Linked DNA regions of Mus musculus: regions 1, 2, 3, 4 and 6 are each linked to region 5. A link is a contact called in public promoter capture Hi-C data. All regions are on one chromosome and are shown on one strand. The core of a region is the stretch at or near the end of the contact, and the rest is flanking DNA. Distances in the headings are between cores, read along the strand shown.

Evidence for each region. Promoter capture Hi-C pulls out the DNA fragments that hold promoters and counts their contacts. Capture Hi-C pulls out chosen DNA fragments and counts their contacts.
Region 1: a promoter capture Hi-C map of pre-B cells shows a contact between it and region 5, with 4 times the contacts expected there. The contact joins the promoter of Slc7a5 here to the promoter of Cox4i1 in region 5. A contact is called at or near these places in 3 of 39 promoter capture datasets (hippocampal neurons, liver and pre-B cells) and 3 of 115 datasets of contacts at active chromatin or transcription factors (astrocytes, large pre-B cells and pancreatic cancer cells).
Region 2: a promoter capture Hi-C map of pre-B cells shows a contact between it and region 5, with 2.8 times the contacts expected there. The contact joins the promoter of Zfpm1 here to the promoter of Cox4i1 in region 5. A contact is called at or near these places in 1 of 39 promoter capture datasets (pre-B cells), 1 of 484 Hi-C or Micro-C datasets (B cells) and 1 of 115 datasets of contacts at active chromatin or transcription factors (astrocytes).
Region 3: a contact with region 5 is called in a promoter capture Hi-C map of liver, with 2.5 times the contacts expected there. The contact joins the promoter of Piezo1 here to the promoter of Cox4i1 in region 5.
Region 4: a contact with region 5 is called in a promoter capture Hi-C map of adipose tissue, with 2.3 times the contacts expected there. The contact joins the promoter of Banp here to the promoter of Cox4i1 in region 5. A contact is called at or near these places in 8 of 39 promoter capture datasets (the C10 cell line, hematopoietic stem and progenitor cells, hippocampal neurons and 4 more), 5 of 484 Hi-C or Micro-C datasets (the G1E-ER4 cell line, embryonic stem cells and regulatory T cells), 2 of 115 datasets of contacts at active chromatin or transcription factors (astrocytes and large pre-B cells) and 2 of 9 other capture datasets (adipose tissue and liver).
Region 6: a contact with region 5 is called in a promoter capture Hi-C map of liver. The contact joins the promoter of Zc3h18 here to the promoter of Cox4i1 in region 5. A contact is called at or near these places in 3 of 39 promoter capture datasets (liver and pre-B cells) and 1 of 9 other capture datasets (liver).

Annotation. Positions count from the first base shown.
Region 1 is chr8:121,906,403-121,910,459 of GRCm38.p6, forward strand. Slc7a5 (solute carrier family 7 (cationic amino acid transporter, y+ system), member 5) reads right to left here and starts at 1,284. Exons shown (of 10, transcript NM_011404.3): 1 at 664-1,284. The coding sequence starts at 1,204. BC048644 (cDNA sequence BC048644) reads left to right here and starts at 1,431. Exons shown (of 2, transcript NR_167716.1): 1 at 1,431-1,611.
Region 2 is chr8:122,279,060-122,283,453 of GRCm38.p6, forward strand. Zfpm1 (zinc finger protein, multitype 1) reads left to right here and starts at 3,082. Exons shown (of 10, transcript NM_009569.4): 1 at 3,082-3,463. The coding sequence starts at 3,424. All of the region lies in intron 1 of Gm39269 (a long non-coding RNA gene), which reads right to left. RefSeq lists an enhancer at 3,696-3,939.
Region 3 is chr8:122,548,572-122,552,870 of GRCm38.p6, forward strand. Piezo1 (piezo-type mechanosensitive ion channel component 1) reads right to left here and starts at 2,758. Exons shown (of 51, transcript NM_001357349.1): 1 at 2,404-2,758. The coding sequence starts at 2,467.
Region 4 is chr8:121,948,627-121,953,211 of GRCm38.p6, forward strand. Banp (BTG3 associated nuclear protein) reads left to right here and starts at 1,866. Exons shown (of 14, transcript NM_016812.4): 1 at 1,866-2,022. It overlaps Gm27011 (predicted gene, 27011), which reads right to left and starts at 2,019. Exons shown (of 1, transcript NR_169031.1): 1 at 1,052-2,019.
Region 5 is chr8:120,665,663-120,669,599 of GRCm38.p6, forward strand. It overlaps Cox4i1 (cytochrome c oxidase subunit 4I1), which reads left to right and starts at 2,563. Exons shown (of 5, transcript NM_009941.3): 1 at 2,563-2,693; 2 at 3,647-3,720. The coding sequence starts at 2,584. Gm27021 (predicted gene, 27021) reads right to left here and starts at 2,480. Exons shown (of 4, transcript NM_001308449.1): 1 at 2,095-2,480. The coding sequence starts at 2,316. Emc8 (ER membrane protein complex subunit 8) reads right to left here and starts at 2,425. Exons shown (of 5, transcript NM_010926.6): 1 at 2,095-2,425. The coding sequence starts at 2,316.
Region 6 is chr8:122,373,838-122,378,024 of GRCm38.p6, forward strand. Zc3h18 (zinc finger CCCH-type containing 18) reads left to right here and starts at 2,779. Exons shown (of 18, transcript NM_001029994.1): 1 at 2,779-2,963. It overlaps Gm39270 (adenomatous polyposis coli protein 2-like), which reads right to left and starts at 3,247. Exons shown (of 2, transcript XM_030243895.1): 1 at 2,524-3,247. The coding sequence starts at 3,234. The coding sequence ends at 2,596.

The sequences.
Region 1 (4,057 bases), core at 34-2,533, 1.2 Mb after region 5:
CCTGGCACATCTTGGGACCCCTCAAGCCCACCCACACAGACTGTCGTCTGTCTGCAGCCGAGTTTCTTTTAGTCCTTTACTGACAGGCAGGCTTTACACGATTCCGCTACTCATCTTAAACGAGCAAGCAGCCATCACTACCACACACAAATTTATTACTACTGTTTTCTTATGAGTCAGCCAGTTCACTGATTCCTGATAGGCCGGTTTTAAGAACATAAGTGATTTTTTTTTTTAAACTGCAATTTCCCTCTTAGCAACCAGTCAGCAACTGAAGCTGAAACAGGAAACTGGCATATCTGCCACTCCACGTGGTGCTTTGCTGAAGGCAGGGAGTGTATTGCTCTCACCCGGGACAGAGTAGATCTCTCGTACTTAGAATTCAGGTCGGGAAGCGGGATGCCTGCCGCGGGGTCAGAGCCGCGACCCACTGAGGTCTCGCGAGGGCTGTCCCGAAAGCATAGACACTATGAATGGATTAAAGAAACGCACGTGGGTTCTGGGGCCTGTGACTTTAGCCTGGAACTGCCGAGATGGTTCAGGGATGGACAGATGGAGGGATACTGGGATGGGTGTTGCCGAGCTGTAAACGCAGGAACCTTGGCTCGCGCCCACCCGGCCCCGCCCCAGCCCGGCCCCACCCCAGCCCGGACCCCTACTTACGCACGCAGAGGCAGGCCACGAGCTTGGCAGCTTCCTCGGGCACCGGACAAGTGGGGAAGACCGGCTTGAGCAAGTAGGTGGCGAAGACCAGCGCCACGATGTACTGCGAGGAGGGCCGAATGATGAGCAGCTCGATCCAGAGCTTGAGGAAGGCGGGCAACGAGCCGTAGACCTCCAGCATGTAGGCGTAGTCGCCGCCTGACTTGGAGATGGTGGTGCCCAGCTCCGCGTAGCAGAGTGCGCCCACGATGGAGAAGACGCCGCACACAGCCCACACCACGAGCGACAGTCCGGGCGACCCCGCTTCCTTGAGCACGCCGGTGGGCGTCACGAAGATGCCAGAGCCGATGATGGTGCCCACGATGATGGCCACACCGTTGAGCAGCGTGATATTGCGCTGCAGGGTCACGCCTTCGCCCTCGGGGTCCGCGCCGTCCCCGCGCCGCGCCTCCAACATCTTCTCCCGCGCCTGCCGCTCCTCCTCCGCCGCCGCCGCCGCCGGGGTCGCAACCGCGCGCCTCTTGGCGCCCGCGACCGCCATGCTCTCGGCGTTCCCGGCTCGGCCTGGATACCCGGCGTGCGCGCGGCCGAGCCGCTCTCCGCGTACTGAGAAGTGCGTCTGCGTCCGCCCCGCCCGCGCGGCCTTTTATCTCTACCGTTACCCGCCCTCCAGGCTCCGCCCATCGCCGCTGCTGTTGGTTCAGCTCGCAAAGGCCCCCGCCCCCTCAGCCCGCGCGACCCCGCCTCCTTCGCGGGCCCCCGCCCCCAAGTCTGTTAGAGCACGTGGAGCGTTAAGATCCTGAAACTGAGGACTACTGATGTGTTTAACGCGGCGTGACTACTGATGGGTTTATCGCGGCGTGTTTCACAAGATCCGAATGTTGTACGCGGGTGGAGAGTCGACTCACACCTCCTCACAAGTCCTGTGCAGGATGTCAGGGCCGATTGGTAAGGGCGTGCTTCTTCTCCCGCCCCAGGCGGCGCAGAGGACTTGTCAAGGGAGAAAGCACCGGAAGGGGGGTGGCTCAGTGTATAGTCCCAACACCTGCCCGGAATCCTGGCCCTGCCTCGCGGGTGTTTATCTCCGCTTCCTCCAGTGTGCATATCCTGTGCGTCTGGGAGATGAAGGATAAATATCTTATCTAGGATAAGTGGGGGTGGGTTGTGGGGTGAGGCACCCCTATAGTCCAACTTGGTCCAGAGGAAACGAGTCTGAGGGCGAAATGATCCGTCAGCTCTGGAGGAAACGGAAGAATAGACCAGAATGGTAGCCAGCTTACTCCTGGACTTAGATATCCATCTGGTCCCAAGGAGGGTCTTGACAAAAGCTCGATTAGTGGTACACCCAATCTGGAGAAGCAAGTTTTAGAAGGGAACCAACCCAATCTACTGTAGGGTGAAAGGGCTTTAGGTTGTCATTCTTAGGAAATCTTAGGTAAGAGGGTTTTTGAGATAATGTGGTCACACATCTGGAAGGTTCAGCATCCCAGGCCTGGTGCCATCATCGTGGGCACCATTATCAGCTCTGGCATCTTCGTGACGCCCACCGGTGAGCTCAAGGAAGTGGGTTCAAGCCCTCGTGGTATGGGCTGTGTAATTTGAGCTGATGGTACGCTTGGAAAATTTCATTGGTCAAGATAAGTCCAGGAGCCCCAAGACCCCCTCCTTTTCACCAGCTGTTCCATTTTCTGTCCAAAGGAGTCCCCAGGAAAACTCACAGACAAGCAGAAGGGAAGGTGGGGGGGGGGGCTTAATTTAAGAACCTTCAGACTTGTAAGGATACAGAGCCCTGTATGCTCTGCTAAACTGTCCAGTCTGCCAAGCCTTCCCCACTGCTGAGGCATGACCAATGAAGAAATTCAAACTTCTCCCCATCTTTGGATCTACTGCTGCAGCCAAGAATGCCAGAGCTGCCCCTTGGAAGCCCATGTCGGGGAGGTGTTCAGCCAAAGACTCCAAGGGTCACTGGAGCTACCTCCCCCAACCCCCAGTATGTCAGCCATTCACAAGCAATGACAAGCTGGTATCTCTGTAGCCTGAGCAGTGGGAAGCCATGGAGCTAAAAGGTCACACCAACATTAACCATGCCACAGTACAGACTGCCTAAACTGATGGCTTTGGGAAGATTGAGAAACTTGCTTCTCATTCTTGACATAGTCCTTTCAGAGGGCTAAAAGCATACCACCAACCCACTGAGACATCGCTAAGATTCCAAGGTACATCGTCTAACTTAATAGGACACGTGGCAACTCTTAGAAACACTTCATAGTAAACGAGGAAGCCAGTTCTGCAGTTGTGTAACTTGCCTGCCCAGTATGCGCAGCCTCACGGCCTCCTACCTCCAGGCAAGCAGCCTGCTTACCTCTCACCTGTGGGTGGCTAACTAACCCTTGCTTCTTTTGGAATCTGTCCTTGTTCCCAGTGGAATCTGGGTTCTGCATCGCAGCCGTGGGAAAGCTTTGATTTGAACCAGAGATAGCAATAGTCCAAGGAGGTATAAAATCACAACCATAGTTAAGTCAAAGCCACTACCAGAGGCCAAGGACGGTGGTCGTGGAGGAACACAGCAGGTTCAAATGGCTCTTCTGGGTCTGGAGTTCAGAGAGAGAATGAACAAGAGATCAAGAGGGGGACCTGAGCCCTGGGCAGAAGCTGCTCTGGTGACAATACCCAGTGAATGTCCCCGAGACCCCTGGCTCGTGATTCTGCTGCTGCTTATCACAGCGTTAGATAAGACCTTAAACTTTTTCCTGCAAAGCAACCGTTGGTGTGTATTATCTCTGTTTGGTGCCCCCCCCCCCCCCAACACCTCTTCAAACAGCTAAGACTGAAATGTTTTCCAGGGGCGCCATCTACTGGTGGATGGAGGAGCAGTTTCATCTTAAATTTCCTGACTTGGGGCTCCCGGTGTGTGTTCCTAGTGGTTAGCTCTTCAACTGGTCAGTAATTTATTTAAAATGGTGTTGGACTGATTGGATGTTGGGGAGCCTGTCTTCCTATCTCCATCTTGAAACGAGAATGCGTACCTTGTACAGTCCTTCATAGAAGAAAGGGGCGGGGCGGGTCATCGGAGCCCCCCTTCGGCCCTCTGGCCGGTACTTCCCAGGTGTGCTCTCCCACCCTAGGTACATGTGTCTGGGTGTGGCAGAGCATTAGGGAGGTAGAAGGTTGACTGGGGAGGTAAGGGGACTTAGTATAGATACTGCTATGTTGACACTGCTATCTGGTCACCTATGCTGCTGTAAGTAGCTGGGTACAGTAAGCTCACTCACTGTATTAGTTAGGGTTTTACTGCTGTGAACAGACACCATGACCAAGGCAACTCTTATAAGGACAACATTTCATTGGGGCTGGCTTACAGGTTCAGAGATTCAGTTCATTATCATCAAGGCAG
Region 2 (4,394 bases), core at 1,832-4,331, 1.6 Mb after region 5:
GCCCCCGGGGACAGGGACTGAGGTCTGTGGAGTCCTTTCCAAGGTCCTGCCCTTCAAAACCACAGAAGGGCAGTTAGACCTATACCTAGGAACACCCTGCTGCTTTCTGCCTGGAAGATGCCTCGTCACCCATTGAGACCTACACAGGGTCCCAGGAGAAAACCCAGGACAGTTCTGAAGGGGGCTCCAAAAGTGCTGACAGTGGCACCCATGCTGTGTGCCCAGAGTAGGTGCTGGCAGCCTTCACGCCTCTCAGCAAATCTTCAGAGGATTTGCTACTAAGCCTTGGGTCCCCAGAAGAGCAGGAGTCCCTGCAATCACAGCAGGGCTTCCCTGCCCTGAGCAGAGTCCTCCTGCTCCACAAAGAATCTAAGGGCTATAAGGCCCTTAGCTGAATCGATCCTGTTTCCCTGCTGGCTCTGGTCATGAACTTGCCACTCCCAGTAGACAGAGGCAGGAAAATTGGGGTCCACAGTGGGAGCTCGGTGGAAGATAGAGAAAGGAAGGCCATCAGGAAGCTGCGAGCCCAGACCGTGGCAGGACCTTCTGCTAGGCACAGAATCTGGGAGGACACATGTCCCCAGATGGGAGGCTGTCTGGGATTCTTCATTTTAAAACAGGCGTCCCATATTTTCATTTTGCTTGGGCCCTGCAAATGATGCAGCTTGTCCTGGCCGGCAGGCTCTAGGTTGCTAGCTAAGTATGTCCTTCTGTCCCAGCCTGGGCTATGTATACATAGCATCATACAAGTAAATCAAGTCGGGCAAAGAATGGCCCCATCTCACCTTCCTGCATCCCAGGAAGACATTACTAATCAAAAGCCACAGTTTTCTCTCATGACTCTCAGATGTCCACTCAACGCTGCTCTTATCCAGCACTTCCAGCCTGAGTGTTACTTACCGAGTACCCAGCCTCTCACCATATGCCAGCCTCTAGTCACCTCCCAGGACTCCCAGACCCTAAGCCTCATCTCCTTGTAAAGTGCTCTTCCCTTAAGAAGATGGAAATAGACAAATTATGCCTTGTCCAGTTCGTAAGCATCTTGGGGCTACTAGACTGAGAAGACCCAGCCAATGTGGGGACCCCAGCTATAGAAGGATGGCTCCTCTGAGAAGAGCTAGAAAGCCAGACAGCCTTGTACAAATCTTGGATCTGGGCCTTGGTGTTCCTGTATGACCAACAGAGGGGGCAGCATTCAGTCCCACTAGCCAGTCCTGCACAGTGCCCTTCACTGAGTGTACAGGGTGTCAGGGAAGAGGCGACCACCTCTCTCTTCTTTGCAAGGACCTCAGTATCAGAAGCTGTAAAGAAATAGGTCTCATACCCAGAACGCCTGGTACCTGGCATCTGGCAAACTTCCAAGGGGACATGGATGGTGACAGTTGTACCAACCGAAGACTGCCTACCAGGTAGGTGGGGGACCATGTGTCTTCTCTGTGGAGACCTTTCTGATTCTCTGTGTGCTATGAAGAGAGGCAGTAGACATCAACGGTGCCCATTTGGTTTGCTTTGGATGAGGACATGACCCCATCCGAAGCTGCGTTGATCTTGTGCATGTCTCAAGTTTCAATATCCTCACAGAACAAGAGGCACATTCTTGACCTGGGTCTGGAGCACACTGCGTGGGCACTGGAAACCTGCCTCCTTAGGCTGTGACAGCAGAGGAAGCTGGGGGAATGGGGGAACACCTCCTTGGCAGATGTTCACTGTGGCATCGGCTGCGGTTAAACAAGGCCAGCTGACCTCTGGCTCCTCCCGGATTTCCGGGCAGGTCTGAGTTCAAGAAGGAAAAACCTGAGGTTCCCTCCCCTCCCCTCCAATTAGGCATAAGACTGAACCACTTGAGGCTACCCACAGTCATCGGAAGCTGCAAATCTCATACTGAAGCTTCCTTCTGGATCAGAGTCTCTGTCAACTTTCAAAGTCCAGCAAAAATTTAGTGTCCAGGCCTCGGGCATCCAGACCCCACTGCTGGCTCCCTGAAAGGCACAGCTTCAAGGGGCAGCACAACTTAAGCCATGGGGGCGGAGCTCCAGAGCGGAGGGGCAGGGCCAGACAAGCTAGGGGCCTGTGCCGCGGGGCTGCTGCACAGGTCTCCAAGGGGCAGAACAGGTCTCCAAGTCCTAAATAGGCCTGCGGACATAACCTCAGGAAACTACAACTAACTAAGAAGGCTAGAGGTCTATCTAGAAACGAGGGTGGGAATTCGGGACAAGGCCGGCGCGACCTGGGGCCAGCCCAGGGGCCAGCCCGGAGGAGGTGAGGACAAAGCTGAGGATTGGACAGACGTGGGCAAGGCCTGTGTTGGGGGCGGGGAAGGACCAGGCCTGTGCGAAGGACTACGGAGCAGAGGCGGGGCCAGGGAGAAGGCGGGCCTACGGAGGCGTGGCGAAGGCAAAGAAGGAGGAGACGTGGGCGGAGCCAGCACCTGGAAGGGCGGGTTGTGGGCGTGGCCAGCAGGGTGGCAAGGAATACAGGGGCGGAGCCCGTGGGAAGGACTAGTAAAGGGGCGGGATCAGTTTGAGGACAGCTGAGGCTGTGCTCTTGTGAGGAGGACGAGCAAAGGGAGTCAACAAGAGAGTGTAGCTGAGGAGCAGGGTCACTGTGAGGGCGGGGCAGGGGCAGGGACAACGTGGGGAGGACAACTGATAGGCGGGATCAGGGTAATAAGGTTGCTGAGGGACAGGGTCGACGAAAGGAGGACGGCTGAGGAGCGGGGGTCAATGTGAGGAGGACGGCTGAGGGGCGGGGTCAACGCGAGGAGGGACGGCCGAAGGGCGGGACCAATGTGGGAAGAATCGGCTGAAGGGCGGGGTCAGCGCGAGGAGCACAGATGAGGGGTGGAGCCAGCGCGAGGACAGAAGGCCCGGCCCAGGCTGGGTGAGTACGCGGAAGTCGGTGCAAGCAGAGAAAAGACGAGCGCTAGTTTGGGGCGGGGCCAGTGGGAAGGACGGCCTGAGGGCGGGGTCAGCACGGGTGGGAAGGCGCTACCGCGGAGGACGGTCCGGGGCGTGGCGAGAGGCGGGGCCCGCCGCCAGCTACGCGAAGGCCCCGCCCGCCTGGCCAGCCTGCGGGGAGCGCCCTGGCGGCGGCCGCCGGTTCGCCGCTCGCGGCTCGCAGGTTCCATTGAGAAAAGCTGAGCGGCGGCGGCGGCGGCGTCTGCGCCGGAGCAGAGAAGCCGCCACCAGCCCGCCGCCCGCCGGGCAGTCCGCGCGCCCGAGCGCAGGGCCGTGGCCTCGGGCCTCCGCGGCGGCGCCGGCGGCCCACGCGCGGCGCGGCGGGCTGGGGGCGCGGGCCGAGGCAGCCGTGGAGCCCGCGGGCCGGGGGCATGAGCCGCCCCGCTACCCCGCCGCGCCCCTGCCGCCCGCCGCCGCCCGCCAGGGGCTAGAGGCGGCCGCCGCGAGGGCGCGCGGCGCCGGAGACATGTCCAGGAGGAAACAGAGCAATCCCCGGCAGATCAAGCGTGAGTCAAACTTTGCCCGTGGTGCCCGCCAGACCCCCGCTGGCGCCCCGCCGCCCCGCGCCGCCCCTGCGCGGCCGCCCAACCCCGCTGCGCCCGCGACCTTCACCCCGCGCCGCGCCCCCCGCGCCGAGTGCCAAGCGCGCCGTAATCTAATCTCTGCCGGCGGGCAGGGCCCCCGCGTCTCAGCATGGGCACCCAGGGGGTCCGGGCCCCAGAGAGGGTGGCGGGTCCCGAGAGCCGGAAGGAGAGTGTCTGGGGGCGCGGCTCCAGCAGAGCCGGGCCACCTCGCAGCCTGCACCTCCCCCGCATCCGAGATGGTGCGGCGATAGGGCGGCCCCGATCTGGGCTCAGATAAAGTTTAAAATATTCCATTCTGCAAGTCCCATCCTGATAAGATCGCTCTGTCGGGACGGGCTGAAATTGTGATCTTATCTGGCGTGCTTGACTCTCCCAGGCTTTGTATCTAGAGGCAGAAGGAGAAAGACCTGGGAGTAAGGGGGACTTGGGACTGCGGGGACCGGCCGGCGCCCACCGCAGCGCTTTGGCTGCAGAGCGACAAGGCAGCGGAATAGGTAGTGGAGGCTGCTCCAACCTAGGCATTTGGCACTGGCTGACCAAACCCCCTTTATCCGCTCCGGCTCTGGAGTTTTCGATCCGACCTCTGCCTGCTGGGGGACATGTGGAGATCCGACCCACCAACTGCCCCTAACAACGCTACACGAATGGATGCCCATGGGCACCGCTCTCTCCACCTCCATCCGAGGGGTTATCCTGAACCATCCAGGGACCTCAGGCACTCAAACGTTGTTCCCGAGTGAAGTTTCTCGCAGGTTCTCCCGTGGGCACTTTCCCGAGCAAGGCAGACCCTATAATCCTACATCATCCGTGCCCCCCTACAGTAAGACCCTCCTGGGCTCTTGGGGCTACCAGG
Region 3 (4,299 bases), core at 1,508-4,007, 1.9 Mb after region 5:
CATTACCACACACAGGTCTTCACCGGGAGGGAGGGAGCTTTCTCACTACCTGGCTCTTGCTTGGATTTTAAGTTCCTGGTTCCTCTGTGAGGCCAAGAATCAGGAGACCTGGTCCTTTCTCTCTCAAGCACAAAACATCCCTCCTGAATCCAGATCCCTAGGTCTCCAGGTCACCGGGTTAAGTCTGCCTGGGTTGGTCACTATTCCCATGGGACTAGGGCATCACCTTGCCTGACTTTCCAGATTAGGGGAGTGGCAAAGAGGCTAAGCACCCCAGGATGATTCAAACCTTCAGGAAGGCCTGAGACAGCACCCAGCATTTAAGATGACTAACCTGTGAAGACCTTGTTTCCAAAACATAGGACTCAAACTGTTCAGAGGGTGGAGGGTGAGGGAGCCCTCACAAGAGATGGAGTGAACGTTCCACCTCCAGCAAGAGGTCCCGCAGTGATGACTACACCCCATAGAAATGAACAGGATGCCAGCATCCCCTACGTCACCACACAGAGCTCTTAGCTGGCTCTGTATCCCTTGCCCACCTCCCCAGGCATAAAGAAGACTGTTGGTGGCCAAGCCCACACCCAGGCTCAGTGTCAGGGTAGGTGTGGCCTGTGCCTAGATATGTTCTCATGAATGAATTTTATTGGGGGGACAGTTTGAGCCTAAGGAAAGACAGGAGCATTAGTCATCAATATTCTTTTGAAAGCTCCCCAGGTGACTAACACACAGGCTGGGTGGGAACCCCCAAAGCTGGCAAAGCCTCCTTCACATCCTAACCAGACTCAGTCTGGAAGCTTCCTCTGACACCCACATACTACAGCTGAAAAGCCAGGGGACCTCAGAGCCCAGACTGATCCTTGGAGGGTAAGGATAAATTCTAGCTAGTAGCACTGCTGTCCACGAGCTAAGAAATGATTTTGCATTTTTTTTTAACTGCTGGAAAAAAATATCAGAGTATTTCATGATGTGAAAGCATTCACCATCTGGCCTGTCAGAGAAAAGTCTGCCGGTTTTGTTTAAGCACGGCCCTTGTCTGTGAAAGAGGACCTCTTCCATGAAGATGGAGAAGCCTTTCTCTGCACACAACAGGACCACCTCTTCCCTGCCCTGCCCTCCTTGTTCCCAAGTGTTGACAGTCAGTGAAGGAGCCTGAGAAGCAGCTCTTGTTGAATCTTTAAGAAGGGTACCCGTCTTCTACATTCTCATCCACCCATTCTGCTTATATTTACAGTCTGACCGTCTACAGGCCAGCGAGGAAAAGAAGCCACAAATGTGGGCCCTAGACCTTGGCTCTCCTAAGTCCGGGCTGAGCTGAGGACAGTATCCGCTGGCCCCTCCTTTCAGAGCTCAATGGTTTTCATTGATTCCTGCCTTGAAAAATCCCCCCCACCCCCCCACCCCGGTCTCACCACATTTTGGTCCTACAAATCAAAACTTGGCCTGTGTGGAAGTCATTGCCCGGGTTGCCTGACACCCCCCGGAGCCTGTTCCTGAAACAGGGTGCACAAGCAGTGTCCGTGGAGAGATGGAGGGAATCACGCACAACCCCCCCACCTCCAACAGATGGACTTCCACGAGGCAGACCAACTTTCACAGTGGGTACACTGACTCTCTGTGGGCTAATTTAATCAGACCCCGAGGAAGGTCACATGTGGAGGGGTGCTGACTGCTTCAGGAGGTGTAAGGGGGTGAGCAGCTGGGCAAGGTGCCCTGGGTGAGGCTGGGAGGGCGGCAATGGAGCCCAGCACCTATGACACCAAAAGAGAGAAGCTCTTTGCAAGAAAGGGACGTATGCCAAGGTAGGGGATCTCCAGTTCTGACATCAGGCAGAGCCTCCTGGGGCGCCCTGTGCCCCAGTCCCTCTGGAAGGTAACCAAGTAGGGCACAAGGAAGACAGGAGCTTAGCATTGGACAGACAACCTCGGAACTGAGACTAAGAACTGCGCCTAGGGCTGGAACATTAGTTCTGGTAGGAAATTTCTGACTTGAAAAGCTCCAGGCAGAACGCCACCTTCTCCCAGATTGGTCAGGAAGTCATGATGCAAGTTTGATTTTTTTCTTTCTTTCTTTCTTTTTTCTTAACTACGAAAGAGAATAGAAAGTCGCGCTCCCCTCACAGCTCAGACACTAACAGCCCCTTGCCCGGGCCTCTCCTCCCAGCCCGCGTGGAGACGCCCAGCGCTATCTGGGGCTCTCGCGGACCCGCGCCTCGCCGTTGCCTGCCGTGCTTTCCACTCGGTGCCCGGGCCGGGCCCGCCGAGGCCGCCAGCGCGCTCACGCCTCTGGAATGCGAGCGCCCTGGGCCGCGAGTCCCGCGGAATCTCCTCGCCTATGCTCGCCCGCCGGGGCGGCGCGGCGCAGGGGGACGCGGACGCAGCCTTCCCGCCCGCGCCCTCCACTCACCCGCCAGGAGCGTGCAGGGCAGCAACAGCCAGTAGAGCCCGGCGCCCAGCACGTGCGGCTCCATGCCCCGCGGCCGGGGGACCGCCCGGGGTCGCGCCGCCGTGGCTAAAGGGAGGTGCGAGGGCCGGAGGAACCGCGCGCCATGGCACTCTGGGCGGGTCTCCGCACGTGCGGCGCGCGGCTGCTGTGACCTCCCGCCGGCCTCGATCTCGGGTCGCCGGCCGGCCCGGCCGCGCCCTCTGGTTCCCGACGGCCGGATCCCGCGCACGCTGGGTTGTCAGCCCGCCCGGCTCGGAACTCACGGCGGCTCGTGGAGGCCGAGCTGGGCCGGACGGCGACGCGGCGGCTCTCTCCCTGCTCCCGCCTGCGGGCCTTTATAAGCTCGGCCCCCGCCCTCCCTGGAGTGCCCGCCTCCGCGCTTCCCCCGACGGCCAGGCGCGCCCAGGCACCCCCTCGCTGCCCAGCGCAGTCTGCTCGAGCGCCGGCCCTACTAGCCTGGCTGGTGCCGGTGACCCGGAGACCTCGACCCGCGCGCCCCCCAAACCCTCCTTCAGCCCAGCGCAGTTACTCGCACTGTGCCCGTGGGGCGCTTCTCCCTGGGGCTCCGGGGCCTGGGACCCGGGGTGGGGGCAATACAAGAAGACTCCCAAAGACCTGACCCACTTAGTACCCACGCGCAACTGCGCCCCTCGTGGTTGGAGCAACTTTCGCTTTGTTCCCCAAGCCGTGATGGCGCAGCGCCCTCTGGGGGCTGTCAGAGTCCCTAACTGTGGCACTGGCGGCCACGCTGGCTAGGCCTTGGTGGTTGGGGTGGAGAGACACCTTACTGCTGTGGCATCAGACAGCTGCATCCCACTGTGGTCTGCGTTGGGGCTTTGGGACTGCTTCCAGTCACACCTGCCCCCACTGTGTGGCTTGGCTTTAGTCAGTGTGCTACAGACAGTAGCAAAAGCTGACAGAGCACCTGCTGTCCCATTGGTGGCCAGACAAGGTCTGAGTCCGGCACGTGCCCGGTACCTCACCCAAGCCGCCTTGGTTTGGCTCAGTCTTCCGTATTAAGGTGGATAGGAAAGACGAAATGAAAAGGGGTCAAGAACGGCACAGTTGGACCAAGTTCAGGATGCACTGGGAAATGAGTAGCATTAGGGGCAGAGGCTTAACCGGGAGCGGTGATGATGTGACCCTTTTGAGCCTCAAGGCACCAGCAGGCTAAAGTCAATCACACTTCAGAACCTTCAATTTTCCAGAACCACCAGAAATGCAGGCTTTCCCTGGACATATAGTATTTAAACTGCCTAGCTTGGTCTCCAAGACTCACCTCTAGTCTGACTCTGAAGGGGTGCTGCTAAGACACGGGAAGGTTCAGAAATTCATTCAGACCTGCTCCTTGAGCAGCAGTTCTCAACCTGTGGGTCGTGACAGCTATGGGCCTTGAACGACCCTTTCATAGGGGTTGCATAATAGATATCCTACATAACAGCTATTTACATTATGATTCATAAGAGTAGCAAAATTATAGGCCGGGCGTGGCCTTTAATCCCAGCCCTCGGGAGGCAGAGGCAGGCAGATTTCTGAGTTCGAGGCCAGCCTGGTCTACAAAGTGAGTTCCAGGACAGCCAGGGCTACACAGAGAAACCCTGTCTCAAAAAAAAAAAAAAAAAAAAAAAAGAAGTAGCAAAATTATAGTTATAGCAACAAAATAATTTTATGGTCAAGGGTCACCACAACATGAAGTGTCTTAAGGAATATTAATTAATTAATTATTAATTAATAATAAATAAAAATAATTAATAATAAATAAATAAGCAATATTAGAAATTAATTAAGCAATATTAGGAAGGTTGAGAACCACTGTCCCAAAGGAACTGAAATGTTTATGTCTCACAACCATTGAAG
Region 4 (4,585 bases), core at 616-3,115, 1.3 Mb after region 5:
TGGGCTTGTGATCCCAGAGCTGGGGAAGCGGAGACAAGTGGATCACTGGGGCTCACTGGACAGTCAGTCTCACCTACCCTGCAAGCTGCAGGTCCCATTGAGAGACTGTGGTTTAAAATTCAAGGTGGGCAGCTGCCGAGGGACATGCATGTTGCACGCATGCGCACACATCAGCCTCCCGGTTCTGAACTCTGGCTCTGATTAGTGTACTCTCTGGTTGAGATCTAAACTGTATTAGCACTCGGACTCTCATTCAGCCCTTCATTGCTGCCTACTGGTGCCAACCCACCCTTTCCCCACCATCCACTCATCTGCTTGATGGTTGCACTAAATACATTTGAAGTCCTGGGATGGAGGAGACGGCAACGCCAGGGGTGAAAGGGAGGTTAAGGGGGATGTTAGGGTGACATGCTGGGGATGACGTCACCATTACTCTGTTTTTCCGTGCGGTCAGGCATTCATGTTCAGAACTCTCACAACTACAGTTTTAAAATCTGGGCCCAATTGAGGGGCGGTGGGAGGAGATAGTACAACTCTCTAAGAGTTTCTGGCCAAGTTCCTCGTAGTTCCTCTGGGCTTAGCTTTCTTTCTTTTTATTTTAAAGATTTATTTATTTATTTCATGTATGTGGGTACACTGTCACTGTCTTCAGACACACCAGAAGAGGGCATTGGGTTCCCATTACAGATGGTTGTGAGCCATCATGTAGTTCCTGGGGTTTGAACTCAGGACCTCTGGAAGAGCAGTCAGTGCTTTTTTTTTTTTTTTTTTTTTTTTCCCCAAATGAGACAGGGCTTCTCTGTATAACTCTGGCTGTCCTGGAACTCACTCTGTAGATTGGGCTGGCTCGAACTCAGAAATCTGGCTGCCTTTACCTTCCAAGTGCTGGGATTAAAGGTGTGCGCCACCACTGCCCAGCAGGTCTCATTTTAACAGCACAGTTCTAGGTTGAAATCTTCAAGACAATCCTGAGGTAAAGTGGCACAGGATCAAACCCCAGACAGAGCACAGTGGTTTAGAAGGGCTGTCCCAAGGTTGCCCAGCTGGTAGCTGCACTGAGTCATGGCTTTATTATCGGCACAGGGGAACGGGCAGGAAACAGGTTTTTGTTTTGTTTAGTTTTCTAAGTGAAAATAACTCCTGTAATCCCGGTTTGTAGGATTGCTCACTGCGAACATGCAGAAGGGGACAGCCTGGAAAGGAACACTGACGACAGACCAGGTGCAGAGAACCATTAGTGGCATTTCTGGCAACAAATGCACATCGATGCTGCATAGCTCCTATTGCATGATACGTAAGCATGTCACATATAATCTCTATCACAGTGACAGTGTCCCCACGACCAGCTTGTCCATAAGGAAGTCAGGCAACTTTCCAGACAATGCCACTGAACGAGCCCGGAACGTCTGAGACCGATGCCAGGTAGAGTAGGTAGGACGGGTTTGGGAGCGTACAGCCCATTTGAGCCGCTGACACTACAAGTCCCAGCAGCCCTCAGGGCAGGGAAGGCATGGGGCAGCCAGAATCCGGATGGACTACAAATCCCAGCAGGCAAATCATGGCCGCAGAGACTACCAGTCCCAGGACGCATCGTGCCACACACAGCGCACACTGGGATTTGTAGTCGTCAGGGCAGCGTTAGTGTGTTCACACCCATCAAAGAGGACGTACATTCCTCAGATTGAACACTGGAGGATTTACTGCTTTAGCAAGTAACATGGACGTGAGATGGGGAAGTAAGGGCCCAGCGAGTCAACTCTCGGAGCAGGGGAGGACAACTGCGCATGCTCGTTGGAGTCCGTCGGCGAAAGCGCGCGCCAGAGGCGCCCAGAGCAGGCCCCGCCCCCTTCCCGACCGGCCCCGCCCTTGAGCCGGGAGCCCAGGGAGCCTGCGCTGAGGGCGGGGCGCAGGCCGTGGGGAGGCGCTCGCGGCGCCTGCGCAGAGCGGCTGCTTCTCTCGCGAGGACGGACGCCATTATCGCAGCTCCCCGACAAACACCACGAGAATTCCGCAGCCCACACGGTAATTGCAGCTCCCGCAGCCGGTCGCGCCTCCACTCCCCCTTCCCGCGGGGCGAGAGCGAGAGCGAGAGCGAGATCTCCGGCCGCCCCCGCCCCGCCCCGCCGCCAACCGTCGCCAACGGCCACGGGGCCGCACGCCGGGCTGGGCGGGGGCCGGCGGGCCGCGGGATGTCCGCGCGTCGCCTCCGCGCCTCCACCCGCCGGGGCTGCGGGACCCGGGAAGCGAGCGAGCGAGCGGGCGAGCGGCCGAGGCCCGGCGGCCGTGCTCGCGTGCGTTCGGCTCCGGGGCCTCGGCGCCTCCCGGGCCCGCGCCCGGCGCTCCTGTCACGGGCTCGGCGCGCGGGCGCTGTGGCCCTGGCTCGGCCGCCCAAGTCTCTCAGGACTGAGCCTCGCGCGCTGCGCCCGGGCCCCGCGCGCCGCCCCGCCGCCTAGGTGGCCCCATCTCCCGGCCGTTGTTGGCGCTATGCCCCGGTAACCGGGTGACTTCGCCCTGGTTGGCGCGTCCGCCCGCCTCTGCTCTGCTCTCTGTTGACATCGGGGCCGAGACTGGTGCTCGCTTCCCCACCTAGCGTCACGTCCCCGTCCCGCACAGCCTGGCTCTTTTTTTTCCTTGTTACTTGTGGTGGCCTTTGTTTCTCTGCTCCTGGTGACATTGTAACTTCTCGGAGATAGTGTGGAACCTCCGGCTTCCCTCTACCTCCTCTCTGCCTTTCTTCTAATCTGGGTTGGGGACGCTTTAGGCGGGTGCAGGTAGGTCCCGAGGTCTTTCTTTCGCTGCACGCCTGGTCAGCTCAGGACGCAGTGTTTCAGTCAGCTTTCTTCTTGAGTCCCCAGGGAGCCTCTGCCAAGGACTTCCTTTCTGGTAACTGTTTCCTCCCTGGACCGGCCTAAGGTCTTCTTGGCATTGGAACAGGTCTGCCCTTCGCAGGTATGCTCGGTAGGCGTGTCCTCGAGCGCTGGGAGATTGTCCCAAGAGCCTTTCTTAAAGTCGTTAGAGAGTTTGTCGCCCTCCCCCCCACCCCCGCCCCATTTGGGCACACTACTTGAGTTTCTTTATCTTTCTATTCCTTTTTGATTTTCATTCCAGGAAAGAACTTCAGTTTATCTTTCACCCCAGTGGCGCAGGACTTTTAATTCCAAGCACTTAGGAGACAGAGGCAGGTGGATCTTTGCCAGTTTGAGGCAACCTCGTTTACATAGTGTTTACATAGGCAACCTCCCCTATCTCGGGGAGGGGGCCGGCGAATCCACCATCAGAATTGTAGTTTCTGAGCAGGGCATAGAGAGGTACACACCTCTAGCCCCAGCACTTGGGAGGCAGAGGCAGGCGGATCTCTTAAGTCTGACACCATCCTGCTCTACAGAGTGAGTTCTAGGACAGCCAGAACTACACAGAGAAACCTTGTCTTGAAAAACGAAACAAACAAAAAAAAATTTCTGAATGTATTTGTTCTTTTCCTTTTGTTCAGTAGTTTGTTTCATGAATATGTTTTCTCTTTCAGGCTGAGAAAACTATTAGGGGTTCTTTTCAGTTCTCTTATCTGACTTCTTGTTTATCACTTTTGGGGGGTGGGTGGTAAATGTTAGCTTCTTGCTTTGGATGGCAGGTCCTCCAATAGTGCTAATTATTATTGCTTAAACCTTAGACTTTAAGGTAAGAGGAAACTGGCAGGGGGCCCTGGGTCTGTGGAGAGGGGTTTAAAAATGGTTTTCCCCACTAGTGTCTGGGAGAGGTTGTTACCTCAAGACTTGGAGGACCACATAACAGACACCTTATATCTGGGCTGTTTATGCATCTTCCAGGGTCTGTCTCCCTTTGCTTGGAAGCTGTTTTGCTTGTCAGGGGTGGCTGTGGAGACTGCTGAGGGCCAGGTGGGGCCTGGAGCCCCACTCCTGTGTCCTGCAAGCTATCTAGATCCTCTGTCAGAAGTTTAAGTCTTTGGCTGTGCTCTATTTTCTTGTGAGCTGATTGTACTGTAGTAAGTATTTTAGTGGGGTAAGTGGAGATTGTTTACAAGGCCACTCATCTTGAACAGGAATTTCAAAGCCTGTTGTCTTCATTCAGACAATTTGTCTCCTTCCATTTTTTGCTCTTTGTGACGGATGTGTGCCAGAACATGGTGTCTGGCTGCCTCCAGTTGACTGGGTGGTCCTTTGGTAGGGTACCGGGATGCAGAGGACTGGTCCCACACTGAGATTAGGATGCAGAGGACTGGTCCCACACTGAGATTAGGCACTTGATTTGACTTGTCTGGTGAGCTCTGAGTTTAGCCTCTTCACTTTGTTGCTGGGCTAGTGCAAGTAGCTAGCATATTATGCATGGTTCATTGATCCCGAGGTGCGCAGTGCAGTGTTTGCCGCGCCCATAGCACAGGGATAGCGAGGCGCTGTTTTGGGCTGGCACCCTTGCCCAGGGCCTTGCAGCAGAGTCCACAGCAACCCACACTTCATGAGCATTCTGAGGTCCACCTGCAGAGTTAGTCTGTGGTTAAGAATTTCAGAGAAACTGAATGAGCTTCCTCTTCCCCTTCATTTTCTCTCTTGGCTAACAGGAAGGTTACCTA
Region 5 (3,937 bases), core at 1,313-3,812:
GCAGGAGGCAGCTCATCTGAGACTGGCAGGTGATGAAGGGACAAGTTCAACAAGAGCCTGAGGGAGACACTCCACAGGCATCGGAATTCATCACAATGGAGCTCAGGCCTGAGAACTGTTAAACTGAGCACTGGGGACTCAGTGTTTCCACACTGTTAAAGGGACACAGTGGAGGGCAGCATTGGAAGAGAGTGGTCACAGCATCTGGTGCACAAAGTCCAAGACAGTCAACTGCCAGACCGTCTCAGATGTGGAGGCCCTGAGGCAGGTCACATGGCCTGGGATGCTGGGCTGGCCTGACACTTGAATGCCCTGACCATCCTAACCCTCCAACTTTGACCAGCTAATTTTCTTAAGGAGGGGAAAAACCAACCAACCAACCAAACACAAAAACTACCTTGTGGGTTTTTTTGTTTTTTTTTTTGTTTTTTTTTCAAGACAGGGTGTCATTAGCACTGGCTGTCCTGGAACTAGCTGTGTGGAACAGGATGGCCTTGAACTTTAAGGCCACTTTGCCTTGGCCCTTGTTTTAGTTTTAAGTTCAGGTCTATAAGTATGGGCATGAGTGCAGTACACACAAGAAGCCGTAAGAGGGAGTCTGGAGACAGAGTTAGTGGTGGTTATAGGTGTCTGACCTAGTTAGGACTGTTCCTCTAGGAGAGCAACCAGTGCTCCAACCACTGAGCCATCTCTCCAGCTCCTCCATCAGCTGGTGCTAGGAGCTCTTCAGCACAGAGCTTGCCAGACCTCTACAAATCCAAGTCTAACTGAGCCCTGGGTTCAATCCACCCCACCAAGTCAGGAGAGAACCTGAGAAGCCTGCCCTACTGTGGAAGGCAGGGCCCAGCCAGGTGCAACTCCCTTGCTAACAGAACAACTTAGACGGTGGCCAGAATCACCCACAGGAACTCTCAAGAGACACTTTAGGCACTAAAAGCACGCTTCTCTTCTGGAACGAAGTATCATCTGCAAACCTTCCTCCTGCTCAGAAAGAATCTAAAAAACATTCAAAATGTGCCCAGTAAACGTGCCGATTTGCCTGTAGGCTCTTGTAGTTTGCTGGAAATTACCTCTGGTGTTTTAATGTAAATTAAATAATGGATGAGCAAGGTGTGGTGGTAGTGCACACCTTTAGACCTAGCCTCAGGAGATGGAGGCAGGCTGGTCTGTGTGTAGGACGCCAGCCTGGTCTACAGAAGAGTCCCAAACTCGGCAAGGCCACAAGAGTGAAACCCTAACCCTCTCCCCCAGAAAACAAAAGAAACAGAAATCAAGGAATGCGAGTCGCGTCGGTAATCCCAGTTCTCAGGAATCTAGAGCAGGAAGTGCTGGGAGTGCCAGGCTAGCATGGGGGGCTACATTCAAAGCAAGTCTCCGATTCAATGCAGTCATTTTGGTGGGAGAGGGGGAGACAGGATTAGCATTCCCTCCTAGGCCAGCTCAGATTTTTAACTTCAGAGCTCATTCTGAGATGTAAATGAGGCTGTGGGGAGACTGGGTGGTTACGGGTCTGATCTGTTTCTCAGGTGCGTCAGGACTGCACCTGAGAGCGCTTCCAAGATGTAGTAAGCAGCGCCTGACCATATCAGTCCAGGGCTTTATAAAGGCAAACCGCAGAGTTAGAATTCCGGGTCTTGCAAATGTCTCTTAAGCAGAGAAACCGAGTTTGATTACAAGCGCAGAAACAGCAGTCCGTATTATAACCTATAATCTTGCTAAAACAGCAAGTCTGGGGCAAAAAAATCGGCAAGTGGACCCACAAAATACAAAAACAAACAAACAAACAAAAAAACCTCTGTAAAACTAGAGATTTACATGCTATAGGCATTTTTTTCTTTGTGGCCTCACAAACACATTAAGTTTAAACTTTAAACGTTACCTATCCCAGATCTCACTAATGTAGACCAGGCTGGCCTCGAACTCTTGCCTCCCCATCTCGAGTGCTGGTTTTAAGGACGTCCACCACACATTCGAGTTTCTCGGTCATCTTACAAAACCTCGAGAGCTCCCCGGGAGCAGCCGCAGCGTCCCGCGAAGGGCGCCCGACTCCGCCCGGCCCGGAACCCCGCGCCGCGGCCTCGACCGCGAGCTTACCAGGGTGAGCGCCACCTCCAGCATGGGCGTCAGAGCCAGCGTGCCGTGGAAGAGCGGGATGCAGTCCACGAAGAGCGTGTGGCTGCCCGCTCCGGGAGGATGCTCCTTGCGCGGCCTCTGCCTCTCGGCCACCAGGAGCCCGTTGACGGCGCAGTGCGGGTACTTGGCGCCGTGGAGCACCATCTTGCAGTAGGCCTGCGTAGTCAGCTTCACGCCGGGCATCGCGACCCACGCACCGCGGTCCTCCGCCACGACCCTCCGCTGCACGCCGTGACGCTCTCGCACCTCCGGCCGCGGCCTCCCGCCTCAGCCGGTCGGCCGGAAAACGTCTGCCGGAAAGCAGCTGCTACCCGCTCGGCCTTTCGCGACAGTTACCGCCCCGCCCCGCCTCGTCCTGCCCCGCCCTGCCCCGAGCCGCGCCGCCCCGCCCCGCCCCGCCCCGCGCTCTGAAACGGACGGGCTTGGGGCGGGGCTTCCCTGATTCCCGCGATGCTTCGCGGCTCCGTCTTGGTCTTCCGGTTGCGGGCCCCGTTCTTCCGGTCGCGAGCACCCCAGGGTGTAGAGGGCGGTCGCGGCGGTCGCCTGGGCAGCGGTGGCAGGTGACGGCCTTGGACGGCGGGTGAGGGTGGCACGGTCGGGGGCCCGAGGACCTGGAGCGCCGGGGCCGGGAGCGGTGCCTCCGAGACGCCCCCGGACCCGGGACTTGAGCGGCTCGGTGACCTTGGGGCGCCCGCTTCCCCGAGCGGGTCTGTTGTCTCGGGTCCCCGCTCCGGCCTGCCGGGCACCGGGCGTTCCCGCTGTGCCAGGCCCGAGGGACAGCGACCTGAGCCCTGACGTCACGCTACGGTTTCTGCCGCCCCGGGCGTTGATTTTTTTTTTCCCGGGCTCGGACGTTCTTTCTCGGGGATCGAATCTCAGGGGTTGTGCTACAGTGAGGCGTGGGGCTCGGGTCGCTGGGGCGGGTGACAGGGTCATCCAGGTCGCCTGCGGGACGCAGGAACGGGAAGCGGGCCAGGGCCTGAGCCTGGGCGGCCTCCTCCCGCTTGCCCTTCGCAGTCTCTGTACAAGTCAATTTTTAAAATAAAACTCAGTCGCAGGAGGTGTGCTACCGTGCTATCTATCTATCTATCTATCTATCTATCTATATATCTAGTTCTAGCAGTTTCAGTCATTTTTGTCTTTCTAGTTAATTTTTTAAGAAGCCGGATTTATAGTCATTGGCCAAAGCCATGTATATTACAGCCCTTGGCTTGATGTAAGGAAGTTCACCCTGTGCCTTCGCATCAGTAATAAAAACCGGATCCTGGGGGCATGCCTCTGGCCTGTAATGCCGGCTCTTACGAGGTAGAGGAAGGTAATAGTGGAAGCTTTCAGGCCAGTCCGTGCCTTAAAAAGTTGATGAAATCATTACCAAAAAAAAAAAAAAAAAACATTTAACATTTCGGGGGATAAGTTGCATTTACTTCCTTAATGTTTTGCCGCAAAAAGACTTTGGCTAAAAGGTGTTTGCTGTCATTGTTAAGAGGTATAAGGGTTTTTTTTTGTCTTTCAGAATGTTGGCTTCCAGAGCGCTGAGCCTGATTGGCAAGAGAGCCATTTCTACTTCGGTGTGCCTTCGAGCACATGGTGAGCAGGACTTTCACTCCCTTCCCTGCCCTTTTCTTTCTCCTCCCTTTGGTTTTTCATGACAGGGTTTCTCTGCATGGCTCTGGCTGCCTTGGAGCGCAGAGACTTAACCTGCCTCTGACTCCCATGTTCTGGGATTAAAGATGTGCACCGCCATGCCCGGCTCAGGACTTTTACTTTCTTTTTCTTTTTTTTTTTTTTTTAAAGATTTACTTAT
Region 6 (4,187 bases), core at 1,529-4,028, 1.7 Mb after region 5:
CCCTATGGCTCAGTCAGCCTGCTTTCTCAGAGGACCCAGAAACTCCAGCCCAGGGATAACACCATGCACTAATGACTGGGCTTTCCCCTCATCAATCACTAATTTACAAAATGCCCTATGGCTGGATCTTATGGGGGCAGCATTTTCTCAGTTGAGGTTCCTTCCTTTCAGGTGACTCTAGCTCATGTCAAGTTGACGAAAGAAAGAAAGAAAGAAAGAAAGAAAGAAAGAAAGAGAGAGAGAGAGAGAGAGAGAGAGAGAGAGAGAGAGAGAAGAAAAGAAAATCCCATCCAGCACACCTGGGGACAGGAAAGAGGATGTGAGTATGGGAGAAATGGGCCAGGGACACCAGGCCATAGGAGGCGGGGCACCAGGAGTGTAGCTTTTATCTTGTGGCTGAAGAAGCCACTGCAGGAGTTGCTGAAATTGGGTTCTAAATGAAGCAAGAGTGAGAAGAGGGGACTTTGGTATTAACTCAGGCAAGAGCCAGGGATGGAGAGCATAGAGAACAGGAGGGAAGTTCAGAATCCATCTGGAAGGCCGACTCGTTCCCCAGTTCATCTCCCCAGCCTCTACTGATTGCATTTCTGCGGTGGCCACCAACATCTTATGAAGTGTTTGTCTGACCATCTCAGAGCTCTGTATGACTCAGAGACACAGAACTGACAGAATGAGTGTGTATGTGGTTGCGAGCCTTCATGTGGTTGTGAGGAATTGAACTTAGGACCCCTGCTCACTCCAGTCAACCCTGCTCTCTCAGTCCCTGCTCGCTTACTATAAATAAGTACACTGTAGCTGTCTTCAGACATACCCAAAGAAGGCGTCAAATCTCATTATGGGTGGTTGTGGGTCACCATGTGGTTGCTGGGATTTGAACTCAGGACCTTTGGAAGAGCAGTCAGAGCTTTTACCCGCTGAGCCATCTCGCCTATTTTATATTTTTATATAAATTGAATATTATGCAGCTTGCACTGCCATGCTAACTACTCAAGTCTGGTCTCTTAGTTACTGCTCTATTGCTGTCAAAAAGCACCACAACCAAGGCACTCCTTATAAAAAGGAATCATTTAATTAGGGGCTCACAGTTTCAGAGATTAGTCAGTCCATCATCATGGAGGGGAGCATGGTAGCATGCAGGTGGACAATGTCTAGTTTTAGACCCCATTATAAGGGACCAAGGTGCATATTTTACATAGCTAAGCAGACCTGGCAACTCCCCTGGCCTCAGTCCTTGGGGTCAGTGAGCTCGCGGGCAAGCAGCTTCCCAGTAAACCTGGCTTGAATAAGATCTAATCTGGCTTGATTCGGCTCATTTCACTGGGTAGCTTGAGCAGTTGGTGTTAATTTTCTTCCAGAGGTGGGAGGCCAGCGTGGCCTAATCCTGGCTTGCAGATGGCTGCTTTCTCACTGTCTCCTCAGATGGTGGTGGTGGTGGTGTATGAAAAGAGATATACATATATACATGCACACATACATAGGAGAGAGGGGGGAGAGAGAGGGAGAACCTTCTGTCTGACCTGATTGGCAGCCACCTTTAATCCCAGCACTAGCATGATCTCTCAAATAGCTCTCCTTGGTATCTATTGAAGGACACCAATCTATGAGATCCAGACCCCACCTTTATACCCTCACGGAGAGGCTCTGCTTTGAAATCCATACCAGCTTGGTGCTAGGACTTCACATGTAAGTAACTTGGAGGGTGGGCGGCATAGTTCAGTCGCATTATGGAGTCAAAAGTATTCGACTTGTCATGACTGGCGCCTTCCTAGGCGTCCTCGGTGTTTGTAGCATGTGTCTGAACTTCATCCCTTTCTGTGGCCCAATTAATGCAGGACTGTAAGACCAGAACTCCCCCCCCCCCTTATATCAGTTTATGGGCATCCGGGTGGTTTCACTTTGAGGAAGACAGGCAGCCCCTAACCAGTAAGACCAAGATCAGATTCAAAATTTGCAAGGGGTCAGTACCTAATGATCTCCGTACCTTTTATCAGGTCATGGGGGGGGGGGGGGGTTGGACTTCGGGCTCCAGCAGCTGAGCCCCATCTGGGTAGTAGGAGGGGACTGAAAAATGACCCAATCAGTTTAAGTCCTCCCCAGGGAGGTTACACTGGGTCACGGTAATTTAACGATGCCAGAGATGTTTAGCGTCACAGAAACAGGTAAGAGGATCTAAATCCTTCAACTCCAAAATCTTTTTTTTTTTTTTGAGGGTACCAGGGCCTCGCACATACTTGGCAGGTGCTGTCTCAACCTCAGAGCTACACTCCAGCCCCCAAAACACTTTTGGTCAAGTATTGATTTTTTTTTTTCCGAGACAGGGTTTCTGTGTAGCCCTGGATGTCCTGGAACTCACTCTGTACACCAAGCTGGCCTCGAATTCTGAAATCCGCCTGCCTCAGCCTCCCAAGTGCTGGGATTAAATACAGCCCGGCAAAATATTGATATTTAATAAGGCAGAAAGTTCGTGCCCTGAAGAAACGAATGCTAAGTTTTCAGACCCTGGAAGTGTCCACTCGCACTCACCAAGAGCCTCAAAGGGCTTTCCCTTTCCGGCACGCATCCCGCCTGCTCCTCATCTGATCTCATCCCAAGCAACTACCACGAAGAGCCACCGACTGCGCACGCGCCGCCAGGAGGCCCGCTAGAGGGCGGGGTCGACCTCGGTGAGCCTGCGCAGTAGCAGAGCCTTGGGAGCGCGCGCCGCGGAGGCGAGGCCGGCGGAGGCCGGAAGGAAGTGCGGAAGAGGGCGGGGCTAGCGAGGGAAGCCCGCCGGTTCGCAAGACGGCCGTCGCGGCCTGATGACGTTGCACAATGGCCGGCCCCCGCGGGTAGTGGAGCCCGTTTGTTCCGCCCGCGTCGTGCCCAAAGCCGGAGCCAGTGAGGAGCGAAAAGGCTGAGGAACGTCTCGTCCACGCTGCCCCCACCACAGCGGAGCCGTGGCCGCCTCCCGTCTTCGCGTTGAGGTAAGCTGGGCCGGCGGGCGGCGGGGAGAAGGCCGCCCCAGCGGCGGCGGGAGCGAGGCCCCGGAGCCCGGCGCCGCCTCCCGAGCTCTCGGGCGCGCCCCCGGCTGTGCGCAGCCGCGGGCCGAAGCGCGGGCCGGGACAGCGGGCAGGCGCGAGCCCGCTGCGGCCTGGGACGTCCGGGCGGGTGCCGTGGCGCGCCGCGGTCTGCCGTGGTGAAGTTGCTTTTCCTGAAGCTGTCATTTTCCCTTCCGGGCCACTCGGCGTGGCACATGTTCGCCGCCCACAAAGGGGAGCGGATCGCGCAGGTTGGCTCGGGAGGAGGCCCGCTTGGACTCTCGACGGGCTCTGCAGGGAACTTTGAACTCTCTGGAGCCTCCTGCAACTTGCTCTCGCAACTTCAAGCGAGCACAGGTTGGACGGACCCACTGTGCTCCAAGAGTCCCGGGTCGCTTAGGAAGTGTGACCTCCTCGCCTCTTGGACTGTGAGCTTAGAGATGCCATTTCTTTAGTGTAAAGTAGCCAGGCGATTGTAGTGCTAGAAGGAAATTAAACTAAGACCTATAGTCTCGCCCCTACTAGATACTTAGTTTCCCGTATACTTTTGACAGCTGAGTTTACCGGGCACAATAGCTGTTTCAAATGAGCTTTTTCTTGGCACTTATTAACAAGAGTAATCTTCAGACCCATTTGAGGGTAGTAGAAGAAGGCATTTGTTTCTTCTTCATCACATTACCTATCCCAAGGCAGAGGTTGAGATTCTCTGTCCCTAGGCTAGTTCCCATTTCCCAGCCCCCTGAGAGGAGAATGCGAATGATCTGAACACGTTTGAAGCCAGCCAGTTCTGGAACCAATCAATATGTCCCCAAAGCTGAAACTCCTCTCTAGTCGTAGATGGGGAATGCTCAAACATTTTAAGAGCACTTCGGATTTACTTCCTGAACACTCAGCAGGTAAGTTTGCTTTGCTCATCTCCAAAGAGATAGCTTGTCATCTGCAGACCATCCCAAGGAGACCATCTCCTTACCGAAGAGTTTTTGCAGAGCTTAAGTCACTTTGCGGGTGGTGTTTTCAACATCCTGACATTCTTGCTCTATACATGGATGGAGCTATGAATAAGTTTTTTTAACCAGGCATAACAGAACTTAGACATCAACATAGGCTCTGCTCTGCTAAACTTCATCTCCCACAGCTGAGTATGGTGGCCCACACCTTAATCCCAGAACT